Linked DNA regions of Hordeum vulgare: region 2 is linked to region 1. A link is a contact called in public Hi-C data. All regions are on one chromosome and are shown on one strand. Each heading gives the region's core, a stretch centred on a gene start, on an enhancer-like site or on the middle of the called end of the contact. The rest is flanking DNA. Distances are from core to core; before and after follow the strand shown. Region 1 holds the start of LOC123399307 (putative BPI/LBP family protein At1g04970). Region 2 holds the start of LOC123399310.

Evidence for each region. Hi-C and Micro-C count contacts between places; a contact is called where the count stands out from the background.
Region 2: a contact with region 1 is called in a Hi-C map of leaf, with 5 times the contacts expected there. The contact joins the promoter of LOC123399310 here to the promoter of LOC123399307 in region 1. A contact is called at or near these places in 3 of 6 Hi-C or Micro-C datasets (leaf and seedling) and 1 of 1 datasets of contacts at active chromatin or transcription factors (embryo).

The regions. Positions count from the first base shown.
Region 1 is chr5H:475,674,028-475,680,464 of MorexV3_pseudomolecules_assembly, reverse strand. LOC123399307 (putative BPI/LBP family protein At1g04970) reads left to right here and starts at 2,317. Exons shown (of 6, transcript XM_045093721.1): 1 at 2,317-2,789; 2 at 3,629-3,768; 3 at 3,957-4,311; 4 at 4,498-4,746; 5 at 5,089-5,214; 6 at 5,602-6,199. The coding sequence starts at 2,361. The coding sequence ends at 5,847.
Region 2 is chr5H:475,819,735-475,826,420 of MorexV3_pseudomolecules_assembly, reverse strand. LOC123399310 reads right to left here and starts at 5,003. Exons shown (of 12, transcript XM_045093725.1): 1 at 4,657-5,003; 2 at 4,476-4,537; 3 at 3,966-4,034; 4 at 3,745-3,826; 5 at 3,252-3,322; 6 at 2,580-2,681; 7 at 2,401-2,490; 8 at 1,329-1,403; 9 at 1,206-1,238; 10 at 1,045-1,125; 11 at 907-966; 12 at 406-814. The coding sequence starts at 4,717. The coding sequence ends at 638.

The DNA.
Region 1 (6,437 bases), core at 1,068-3,567:
TTGCGCAGGTATTTTTCTTTTATTCCTGAAAAATTCTCCGTAAACTTTCAGGACATTCCGAGAACTTTTATTTCTGCACAAAAACAACACCATGGCAATTCTGCTGAAAACAGCGTTAGTTCGGGTTAGTTCCATTCAAATCATGCAAATTAGAGTCCAAAACAAGAGCAAAAGAGTTCGGAAAAGTAGATACGACGGAGACGTATCATCCGCCGCACGGGGTTCCTCCTGCACGCGCGGATACCGTTAGAGGCGGTACACTTGTGCCGCTCCGATGAACCTATACGCAGGATCCAGCGACCGACTGCTTGAGGGAGAGGATCCCGCGACCAACTGTTCGAGGGAGATCGGACGAGGAGGAGATGGACCACGTGAACGTGATGCCCCAACTCTACTTCCGTTGCACGGCACTGCACGCCTAGTGGTAACGATCTGTGATCCATCTCCGTAGCATGTTCTTGGATGTTTTGTGCGTAGGAATTTTTTAATTTGCATGCGATGCACCTATAGTAGAACCCAACAGCTAGAAGATAGCATCCACACGAGTGTGGGAGAGCAAGTGGCCATATTCCTTCATGTTGTTGGCCATAACAATAGATTCATGGTCATCCACAACACGTTCAAGAGATCAATGGAGACCAACTCAAGATACTTCAAGTTGTTGTACGCTGTTGGGGAGATGAGAGGAGAGATGATCAAGTCACCATCTCACGGACCTCCTAACAAGATCCACACTAGCCCAAGATGGTATACATGCTTCAAGGTGAACAACACAGTATGTAGTCCATTGCTTCATATGCTAGGATTGTACAAGGTGAGTACTAACACAGTCTTCTATTGCCATTTCACGATTGCATTGGGGCAATAGATGGTACTCATGTCACTGTCAGAGTGTCGAAGTCACAATCTGCAACATTTAGGGGGAGGAAGCACCACACAAGCCAGAATGTGCTTGCTGTTGTTGACTTTGATATGAAGTTCACATACGTGGTGGCTGGCTGGGAAGGGTCAGCACATGATGCTAACATCCTCAATGACAATATTAACATCCCTGATGGCAAGTTCTACCTAGAAGATGTTGGCTATGCATGCAAACCAGATGTTCTTCCACCATTCAGGAAGACGAGGTACCATCTTCACGAGTTCTCGGTAGGAACTACCCTAGGACTTCACAGGAGTTGTTCAATATCAAACACTCCATTGAGAGGACATTTGGAGATCTGAAGAACAGGTTCAAGATCCTGGATCAAAAGCCATTCCATCCTTACCCCACTGAGGTTAAGCTTGTTCTTGCATGTTGTATTCTACATAACTGGATCCTGCAGTGGGGTTTTCATGAACATGTGCGGGAGGAGGAAGATGTGACGCCTCACGATATTGAACAACCAAACGAAGTGATATGTTTTTTTTTCTCTTAACCTGACTCTACTTAAAAATGCAGTCACTATTCAATGAAGGTAACCAAACGGGCCTTATACGATTGGCGTATGTGTTATATTAAAAATGTCTCTTTAAAAATAGGGAAACGTTTTGTCATGGCGCGCGGGCCGAACGTTTCGACCGATCCTGCGCGCGTCGTGCGATCCCGTGCGTGGACCCTTCCTTTTTTTTTTGCTCCGAGACGTCATTTTTTGTTTCAACTGTTTTTTTTTGCTACTACCGACATGATTTTTGCTGCAAACGTTGGTGATTGTTGCTACATTTTGTCCACTAAAAAAGCTGCATCCATGTTTAGTTGCAATCCGAGTTTGTCGGATTTTTTGCTACAACCGTGTTAATTTTTGCTACAGCCGGTATCATTTTTTGCTGCAACCGTTCATTAAAAAAATTGCATACACGTTCGTCAGAGTTGCAATCCGAGTTTACTGAATTGTTTTGCTACAACCCGCATTTTGTTTTGGTACCACGCATCATCAGTGTCGCTTTTTCTTACAACCACGGTAATATTTTTTTCTGCAAAATTTGTTGCATCGTGGTTAAAATTTGCTGCATTGATGATTTTTTATTGCATGAACAAATCTAACAGTGCGACCCGTGTACGGTCGACGGATAATGCGGTTCGCATGTGACCAACTGAAAGTTTGGACTGACGTATCGGCGCAGAGCACTGTCTTTAAAAAAATAATCGTATTAATGGTACGGCAAATCAAGACAACTTCTAGTTGGAAACCAAAACGTGGGAAATGCAGCTTTGAATGTCCAACAACCGAGCCACGTTTGCGCCACGTCGACCCTGGCAAACCCCAATCACTCTTCTTCGCTGAAGACGCGGCCGGTCAAAGCCGTCGCGAGCTCGCAAGCTCCCCTCCGCCGACGCCACCCAGCCTACCGCTTCCGTCGCCGGAACCACCGCCACCACGATGGCGAACGCCACCCCCCTCGCCGCCATGGGCACCCGTCCCCTCCTCCTCCTCCTCATCATCATCACCATCATATTCCCCACCTCCACCCCCGCCGCCGCCTCGCCGCACATCTCCGCCGTCATCTCCCAGTCCGGCCTCGACTTCGCCAAGGACCTGCTCGTGCCCCGAGCCGCCGACACCCTCGCTCACCTGAGCGTCCCCGACATCGAGCGGTCCGTGAGCATCCCCATCATCGGCGCCGTCCGCATGGCCGCGTCCCGCATCGTGCTCGGCGGCGTGGCGGTCGCAAACTCCACCGTCGCCGCCGGGGAAACGGGGGTTGTGGTGGCCGCGTCCTTGTCCAGCGTCAACCTCACCATGGAGTGGAGCTACTCGTACAGCTCCTGGCTCGTTAAGATCTCTGACAGTGGGAATGCTTCGATTCAGGTAAGTACGACCGACGGGCTTCAAGCATTAGATTTGTTCATAAAGCCTTAACGATGCTCAGAAGTGGAAGTAATTGCATCCTCAAGAATATAAGTAAACTTTGTTATCTGAGAAGTGAGAACTAATTCATATATACATGGGCTGTAAAGAAAGTTTCATCTCTTCAGTAAGTACATGGGTGCCTATGTGTATTATTCAGTTAGTACAAACTATTTTATGGGATACTGATATTTTTGCCTACCTATTAGTGCAGCATGATTGTTTTACATAAGCTTCAATTGAAGCAATACTCATATCTTGGCTACCTATTGATAGCAACATGACTTTTTACTTAGCTTCAATTTGGTCAGCCTGCGGGATTGATTTGATCAGCATACAGCATTTTAGCACAATGGGTTTTTGAACTTACGATCTAGACTCTAACTCGTAAAAATTCATAGGAATTAAGTGTGGCTATACACCTAGACAGAAGCAAGCAACTAAACAGCATCTCAGTTACTTAGAAATGTCATATGTGTCATAAATCATTTTGATCTGATGAAAGCTTGTTGTTCATTTGGACAAGGAAAAAACCAAGTTACTTTTGTTTGGACAAGCAACTAATTACCTGGATTCACATTACATGCCTTTTTTTGCAAACAATTGCAGCTTTATGTATGTAAGTTTTACATTTACTTGGAAGTGTTCTTAGCATGTCAGACCTTACACCTTCGTTTTGTTCATTGTGGTGCGAAATATGTGATAGTTACCCATCCTTTACCTTTTTTACTTTTTAGTAGTAGACTTGACATGTATATGGAAGAAGGTACAAGGTATATTCATGAATCCTTTTCACTAAGGTTGAAGGAATGGATGTTGGGGTTTCCATGGGGCTGAAGAATGAAAATGGATCACTCAAACTATTTGTTATGGAATGTGGCTGTTATATGAAAGACTTGGATATAACACTGAATGGAGGATCGTCTTGGTTTTATCAAGGGTACGTGGTTCACAATTCCATACTACATCTGAAGTGAATACTTTCTCAACTCCTTTGAGTAGGGTTTTTCTATATAAAATCTTCTCATGATATGTATCTGAAGTGAGCTAGGGTTTTTCTTTTCAAACGAATTTTAGGGAGATGTCATTTAATCCACATCAGTTGATGTATCCTCTTACTTTTTGTAGATTCATTGATGCTTTTAGCAATCATATTAGATCAGCTGTGGAAAATACGATTACGAACAAAATAGTGGAGGGTGCATCGAAGCTCGACCTCTTCCTAGGAGGTCTTCCAAAGGAAATTTATGTTGATAGAGTCGCTGCTATGAATGTGACATTTGTTAATGATCCACGCTTTAGTAGTTCCTCTGTTGAGTTTGATATAGATGGACTATTTATTCCATCTGATAAAACTGCTCCTCAGAGTGACATGCATTTTGGTGATACCAAACTTGCACTACCTCTTGGAAGCTCTTCAAACATGTTGTGGATTTCATTGGACGAAGATGTTTTCAACTCTGTTTCAGCTCTCTACTTCAAGGTATACTATGATCATTTATCAGTGTAAACTTGTTCTTTTTCTCTTCCTATTTCAAAAGAATAGTATTCTTATTGACTATGTGAGAGCAGAGTTGCTAACTTGAACCTAGACGTTTTCCATGTTTCAACTCTACTATTATGTATCAATGAGCCTATTCTGATCGACGTGATTACTTTCGTCATTCAGGCTGGTTTACTACAACATATGGTGGACAAGGTTCCCGATCAGTTTCTTTTGAACACTGCTAGCTGGAGGTTTTTTATTCCAAGGTTGTACCGTGAATATCCAAACAAAGATATGCTGCTGAACATTTCTGCTATATCACCTCCTTCTGTGAGGATTAATGTGGGTAGAATTGATACCACAGTGGACTTAGATGTCATAGTAAACGTATTGGGTTCTGATGATATAGTTCCAGTTGCATGCATATCACTGGTGAGTTTATTTTCTTCACTGATTTTGTGTGTTCCTATCCTAGTTATTCAGTTTAGGAAAGGTACCATCCATTGGAGTGAAATGACAATGCATACGCACCATCTGGTGGTATTAAAGTATACCTTTTTTATGTTGCTTCAGGCTCTCAATATTTCAACTCTCACACAATCAAACTAAACTAGTCAATTTTGCTGTTTGACATGCTCAACAATTAACATTCCATTCAGTGATTTACTGTTACTGTTTATTGGATAATTGGAAGTTTGTATCTCCATGAAAACATATGCATCTTTCTCAATCTCTTACTGTTAGTCTTATTGTAATTACATATTGCTTTTGCAGTCAGTTGCTGTTTCTGGACATGCAAGTGTTTCTGGGAATAATCTTGTTGGAAAGGTTGAGTTAAATTATTTCTCGTTCGACTTGAAGTGGAGCGACATTGGCAAACTTCATACTGGTATAGTGCAGGTAATTTTTGCCTCTCCACATATCCAGTTCTTTGTATCCCCTAGTGGCAGGGCCTTCAATTGCTTACAAATGCATCCTTTATTAAGGTGTAGCATGAGAGAATTGTAATCTAAATGCTTGCATTAAGATGAACTGGGGAACAGCTACCTCGTGTCTAGAAAGATATCTGCCCTTTCTATGGAACATCTGGTAGTTGAAGAAACACCATTTTGTAACAGAAAATGCCTTCAGAGAGGTTCTTAAAGCTGACCTGAAAAGAAAAACCAATTGTTACTAAAGGAGCCGCACACATATTTCATCATTCCTAATTTTGCTTATTTGAACCTCATTTCTTTCTTTGTGGAGTTCTGATACTCTGAACCGATGCTAATCCTGTTAAATTGTCAGAGTCTGATGCGTATTGTCCTGAAAAATTTGTTCGTGCCCTACGTGAACTCGTATCTTGGACAAGGTTTCCCGTTGCCCATCATCAAGGGCTTCGTCATCAGAGATGCTTATATCCTCACTTCATACTCAAGCATAATTGTTAGCTCTGATGTTTCCTTCATCGAACCAATGGATAAATCTGGAATAAAGCAGGTTGCTGGATCAGTCCACAAAGATCCGGCAGTCACCATGAAACAATTAGTATAAACCAATGTACGTTGTGGAGCTATTTCATTGATTGTATCTGTTGTAGTGTGGCATCGGTTGTATAAACAATTAGTAAAAACTACTCCCTCTGTCACAAAATGTATGGCGTTTTTTGTAGCCAACTACACCAAAGAACGTCTTATATTTTGTTAGAGAGACCGTAATATATAAACTAAGGTCCGGCATGGGTTGTAATCTGTAAGTAATCACCCCTCGATGAAAATCTGTAAATAACCACAGCTGTAACTTTGCAAATGTAAATATTTCCGTCTGTTATGTGACGACTAGTCTGAACCTGCTGTAACACTAGGTTTTATACTGGAGAATTAGTTGATGGTTTCAAATTTGTAACGTATCTGCTGTTCTTCCATATGGACACGCATTACCTGCAATTAGTCTTCTGGTTCTGTCTGAACTGTACTTAGCCGTTTGTGATCGTAATGTCATCACCCTTGACTCTCTGTAGTGTTAAGGCCTTTGACTTGCTGTAGTGGTAAGATCTTGGCTGATTGCACATCACTGAATGTTTGTAACATGTGATATCCTGACTCTTTGATTTCTAGACTTGATTTTTTCCAAGAAATTTCTAA
Region 2 (6,686 bases), core at 3,754-6,253, 140 kb before region 1:
ATATGTGAGTCTTCACATGAAATTTTGCACATTGACTTAAGAAATTCAAAAGTCTTTGAGAAAGTTCGGTTCATGCATTTGTTAGACAATTTCATTACTCAGAATGAAACCACCGTCGTTTACTGTTCAGAGTTTTAAACGGCAGAGCCACAAGTAAAAACTGAGTAGAGAAATTATACACGCACATCAGCTCGCAAAACATAAAAGACTTATTAAGGATTTCAAGCTTCAGAGAGCAAGTCTTCTTCAGCCAGGTACACCTTGGTTCGTGCATCTTTCTCATTTGATCATTTCAAATATGTAAAAATTCACTGCTCTGTTTGAGAACCTGTGTGCTGCTATGCTAGGTGACTCCGGTCATGTCATGCATGGCAAGAGAGCTGGGAAAATATATACTGTAATATGTAAGAATGCAAAACGTGTTTTAATTATTTATTCCTTCACTTGTTTACAAGCGAACACCTTCAGACCAGACCATGAAATGACTCCAAAAATACAAAGAAACGAATACATATCAACCTGTCTATCCTGGAAAATCACCATTCGGGATGCAGGTTATTCTTCTTCTATATTTTCCTATCAAACAAAGCAAGCAAGAATGCAATGTACACCACGAGGCGACGCCGGCAGGCATCAATCACAGCACGAGGCCTTCTTTACGAATTAAGAACCTGTTTGACCTGTGCACCGCAGCACTTTTTATGGGCACATCGAACGTTTTCGTCGGTTTCTTGGCGTCGTTCTGCACGATGGTCTTAGGCTTGGAGTCGAGTGCCTTTACCTCCTTGGTGCTCTCCAGAAACAATTCGAGACCCTGTAGCATGCACACCATCAAGTTTGTGATTTTGCATCGATAAACTAGAATCACCTGGAAGGAGCGCAAACATCTGAGAAGAGAGGAATTACCTTCACCGGCTTCTTTTCAGTTTGAGCCAGGTCCAAGAGCTTGAGTTTTTCATCCGCTTCCTGTGGAAAGAAGAACAGGTATGAATCATCAGGAAGATAGCTCAATCAACAAGATAAGATCAGATACGGTCTGCTTACTTGGAAAAACTTGGCATTTATTCCCTCTTTTATACCTCCTGCCATTCGGCAGAGGTACCATATACCAGCATTAGCCGCATCCTGTCATTAAACATAAGAGGTTAGGACAAAGAGAATTTCAGAATGCCAAGAGTCGGACACTCATCAGTATGTTTAGTCACCTGCTTGTTGTCAAGCAGCTCGATCTTCTCTTCCTGATAATCGTACACAAACAAAGGTCAGAACAGTCAAATAAACTTCGAGCAAAAGTTCATCTGCAAGGTTTCCAGGATGCTCAAACTCACCAATCCGGCTACCATCTGTTGAATTGCTTCAACGTCAAAGCCAATTTGAGACAGATCAGTTTTAACATCAACGACCTGTACATATTGAACAGAACTACATGAATGCTTGAACTGAGAAGAAAATTGAAATTTCATAGGATAGCATAGCATTACAAGTACAGACATCATGTACCTACTAAACACATTAGCTTAACAGCTTTTGCAACATTGAAAAGAACAGAAAGCAGAGTACATCTTTGTTGCTCTTACAGAAAAAATGAAGAAAAAGGCTGGAAAACTATGTGCTCCATGCATGCAAGTCAAAGACTACTAGCAATGGTTTATCAAAAAGCCATAATAAACACAATCAGGGTCTTCACAGACCATTTAGGAAAATCACTCTGGATATGCTTGCGCCCATACATATTATTATTCTACACAATAATATTTATGGTACATGGACAAAAGTACTTGAGTACGCTGCAGTTAATGGGTGTAAGCAGAGCCATCATGTGCACCAGACTAGTGTATTCAGTTTAACCAGTCATTTGAAATGTTACACAGTTTCTGGTTTTGAGCCAATCTTGACATGCTAGCCAGTATATGACCATGGATTATGAACATTAACAATAAAAACCGTCACAAGCAGGCCACGACTAGTACCCGTATGTTGTTATGTGACGGCGTCAGGGATGCAAGCGGCACGCCACTTGTGATTGCTCCTTAGTCAAAATCGGCCATATTAGTTGCAGCTTTGTTTTAGGGAATGAGTTCAGCTTGTACTACCCCCTATTGAGTGGGCTTACATGGGTTCGTCACTTACTTCCTTAGCGGCTGTTCTATACAAAAATCCTGACCCACCTTTCCGGATGAACTATAGTATGACGGAAGCACTTACTTGCAGTGAACAATTCAATTAATTCAATTATGGTATCTGAAGGTGTTGATTAGGTGATGTAAGAATGAAAACAGAAGAACAATTGTTGCTGTTCTGCAAGAACAAACTTTACAAGGTCCCAGGAGTGAACCATTCAACTTGCCATCATATCAGTATATCACTGCTCAGGACTAACATCATTGCAAATCAACAAACCTCATTCCGGATTTGTTTGGAGACTTCCACTTGCTCGTCCATTTTGCCATCCAAATTCTCAAGGCGTTTTGTTAAATGTCTTTTCGTTGCCTGAAATTTATTGAATGTCACAATCATTAGTCAGTAGATATGGAAAGAAACATAACATTTAATATGAAATAATAATGAGTAAAGCATACTGCTAGCGCTGAAGAAACTTGCTCCAATTGCTTCGACATGCTATCGACAGCACTGGCCATATTGCGTTTTGTGACAAACATGACATCTGAGAAGGACCATCCCTGCATAAGGATATTAATATATAAGAAAGCAAACGCATCAAAGATAAAAGTTTACACACATAATTTATATATGCACTCTACATTGCAAGTTTTGTATTAATAGTTTAAAACAACAACTTGGAGACGTCATTAGCATAAGAAAATCCAAGGATTTTACATAAACCATAGTGAATCCATAGGAAACAATGCAACAGTCAATTTGAAACCCTTATCAGAATGTTTTGTCACCATATCAGGAATATTTCTTTACAGAATAAGATTAACTTAGAGATGCTCCATTTATCTGCTTACAGTTGGATCCACACACACACACACACACACGCAAAAAGCATGATTCCCAAGAGATTTCTGGTATATGCAAGAAGCAAGGCAGAAAAACAAATAACAAAAAAAGAAGAAAAAATATTTCTATTTTCTCTTTCTGCAGTTACTGATTCTATATGAATGTTGTAAGAAGAACATTTCTGGAGAAAGAAGACCAGGACACAGTTCATGATCCTTAGTCAAAAAATGGCAGACAGAGAATTTGACAATAACTCGTACATATTTTTGTGTGTATGCTTATCTTACCTTACACCACATATAGCAATAACCTAATGCTCCAACTGCAGCTGCTGGCAGTATGTAGGACGATAAACCACCTGAAGAGAAATGCACATGCAGGTAAATAAAATAATACAAGAACTAGCAAGTAAGTGTAAGAGGGTAAGTAGCTTTTGTCATAGGTCCGTAAATATCGTGGCGAAATAATTGAATGTACCAGCATTATTGTTCATTAGCCTATCTAGATATTCCAAATTAGAAGTTTTAAAGCAATTCAAACTCATGAATCATTCATTATCAGATTGGAGATGCACATAACGGAAAAAATAGGCGTCCTCTCAGCTGCAGATATTGTAGGAGAGTCAGGCTTAAGTGAGTAACTATCTATCTGAACATTTTTGGATAATACAAGCAAATTCATAATGAAGGCTTATTTAGCATGTGGATTAGGGTTTTTTGCATAGGTCGCTAAGAGAGAAAAGCTGAAACATAGCAAGGGGGGCATCAGATAGGTATATACCTCCGGAGTCCGATTTGCCACTCAATATGGTAATGGGCTTTGACAAAGTTAAATCTCTGACTTCTTGGGCTAAATGCCGAATCTAGTATCAAACACCAGCACGTGGAATGCACAAACAAAAACAGAGACGTTATTTCACAGCAAATGAAAGACATTAGTGTAATATCTCATATCTATGCAACTGTTGATGCAAGTATAAACAACTGCAAACAACTGCGCACCTGAGCTTGGATAAGAGCCATGTCATAGGCGCTCGAACCTTCTCCTTGATTTACGCCCTTCATGAGCTCCTAAAAACAGAGAAACACGACATGTTGCTCAAAGATTTGAAGATCGACATAACTTACTACAAGATGAAGAACGAACAAATCTAAACCACTGACACGTGCTTGGCAAACACTATGGATGATTATTTTTTTCTGCGGCGTGCGCATTGGTGCCTTCACTTGATACGCAGAAAATGAAAATGAGATCATCAAAAGCGATGTCCTATACTTTCCGTACATATATGATTGCGGCAAAGCGGATTTAATTGTAAGTTTCGGTGACACTCTGTGCTGCTCTTAGGAGCATGTATGCAGATTTACAATCATGCTCTTATCAGACGGGTCAGCGGTGCCGCTCCTATTAGCCTATTGTCCGCTCATGATAAAAAGTACCCCCCCTCCCCCTCTGATAATAATCAATAAAGCGAGAAAAATCAACAGGGTATGAGCTGAGAATCCACCGACCTGGAGCTCCGCCAATACATCCGACAGGCGGCCATTCCGAAGCACGATCGACCCCGTCAGGCCTGCGGCGACGCAAAATCACCATTTCATCAGGGTCAAATATAGCAGCCGATTCGGATTTCGACATCGGGAACCGATAGATTTGGGGCCAGGCGGGGGGGATGAGGGGGTTGATTAGGACCTGCGCCGACGAGGATGAGGACCTTGGAGGCGGCGACCCCCGTGTGCGTCGCCATCGCCATGCCCTTGCGCCGCCCCTACGGGCTCTCTCTCTCGCTCGCTTCTGGAAGGTTCTAGAACGGGATCAGTGGCGAATGGGCGGGGGGAGGAGACGGTGGAGGCGGGCGTTGGCGGAAGGCTTGGGGCAGGGGAAAGCGTGCGGGGCGAGCGGGCTGGGATAGTTGGAGTTGGACGCCTGGCTTGGACCGGGCACGGCTCGGCTCGGCTCGGCTCGTGTCGGCTTCGCGACCACAGACGCTCATGGGTCTTAGTCAGCATGTACGGGCAAGAAGGTTACCGCACGCTACTGCTAATCTCCACGATGAATAATGAGAGTATCAAACGAAGGCTGTCATCATAATTTTCAAGGTGTGTGTACAACAACTTAAAGCTTCGGTTCATTATTTATTTATTTTTTGCGGGATGACGGCAAAATTTATTAATCAAGCGGGGCAGCGTCTGCATTATAAAGAGCAGGTATCTTCTCGGGACCTGAGCGAAGCCACGCCGCGTTGTGTTTTTTTATTCTACCAGAGTTTGCAAAAAAAAAATGACTAACAGGGTTTTGTTACCGCCTAACATGCTTGACTGAAAATTCTCTATCTCATTTGGGAATCTCTTTGATCTCTTGCACCAACATTAAGTTTGCCGACCGGTTCTTCGCTGTGCTGTTAATAAGCTTAGCAACCTGCACACGATCTGATTGGATAATGATTGGCAGATCAATCCATTGAATCGCTATGTTTAAGCTTTCAAGGCATGCAACTAATTCTGATTCCATCAGTGTTCATCATATGAATCATCAATGTTCATGGCAATCCAACCCGCTCGAGGACGTTCCCATGTTGCAGGTTGCCTTTGGTTCAAGTTTGCATGCGATACTACCTTCCTAGAGGGCTGCTGCCACAAACATCTTACCCTTCAGATGATCCATGTTAGGATCCTTCTCTAGCGCTATTAGCGAATTCATGTAGCTAGTGACGAAGCGAATGGATACCTCGATCGGTAGTGGACACTTGTGGTGGACAATCTCATTCCTCACGTGCCAGCAGCGCCACACGGTCATGAGCAGGTATAGGCGATCATACTCCGTCCTTTCATCAAACACCTGTAGGAGCCACTCGGGGCCAGTATTCATCATTCGCCGTATGTCCGGGAGACTCCATTGCTTCGCCATTGCCTGTCATAGCACAACAGCCAGGGGGCATGTGCATAGAGCATGCAATATGTTCTCCGGCTCGGTGGCACTGGACACAAGTTAGTAACCTCAAGATTTCGATGGTGTTTATTAGTCCAGGTGGGGAGGCAATCGATGGCTACAAGCCAAAGCGAACACACACACCTTAGGAGGAGTAGGGCACCTCCATAATGAATCTCAGATGGCTTGTCGCGCGTTCGGTGCCCTGCACGTCGCGACTGAAGTAGGACGAAGACGATCCTCAAGCGCCATCCGATACACGCTCCGGACTGTGAAAACACCACTTTTCTCTGGTTCCCAAGCCAGCACGTCATCACCCATGTGATGAGACACACGAATTTTGATAAAAAATTATCCACTGGGAGAAAAAAAATCATTGGAGGAGCTCTATGCGCCACCCACCATGATCATCCATCAACTCTGAGACTTCCATAGACGGCATCTTCCCTGCTGGGTAGTAGGCGGTCTGAACCATCATTAGGAATCCAACTATCGCTCCATATGCGAATAGACCGTCCATTGTCCACCCTCCAAATAAGCCCCTTCTTCAACAATTCTAAACGTACTATAGCATGCCATGTAGGAGAAAGGCTGCTAGGGAACAATGTATCTTCCAAGTCCCCGTTAGGGAAATATTTGGCCTTCAAAACACACACACACATGCTGCCCAGAAAGGAAAGGACCTGCCATGTGTGTCGCGCCAACAAAGCTTGGTTAAACAACCGGAACTCCCTGTAGCCCATCCCGCCATGTGACTTGGGTTGGATAAGTTTCTCCCAAGCTCGCCAATGCAT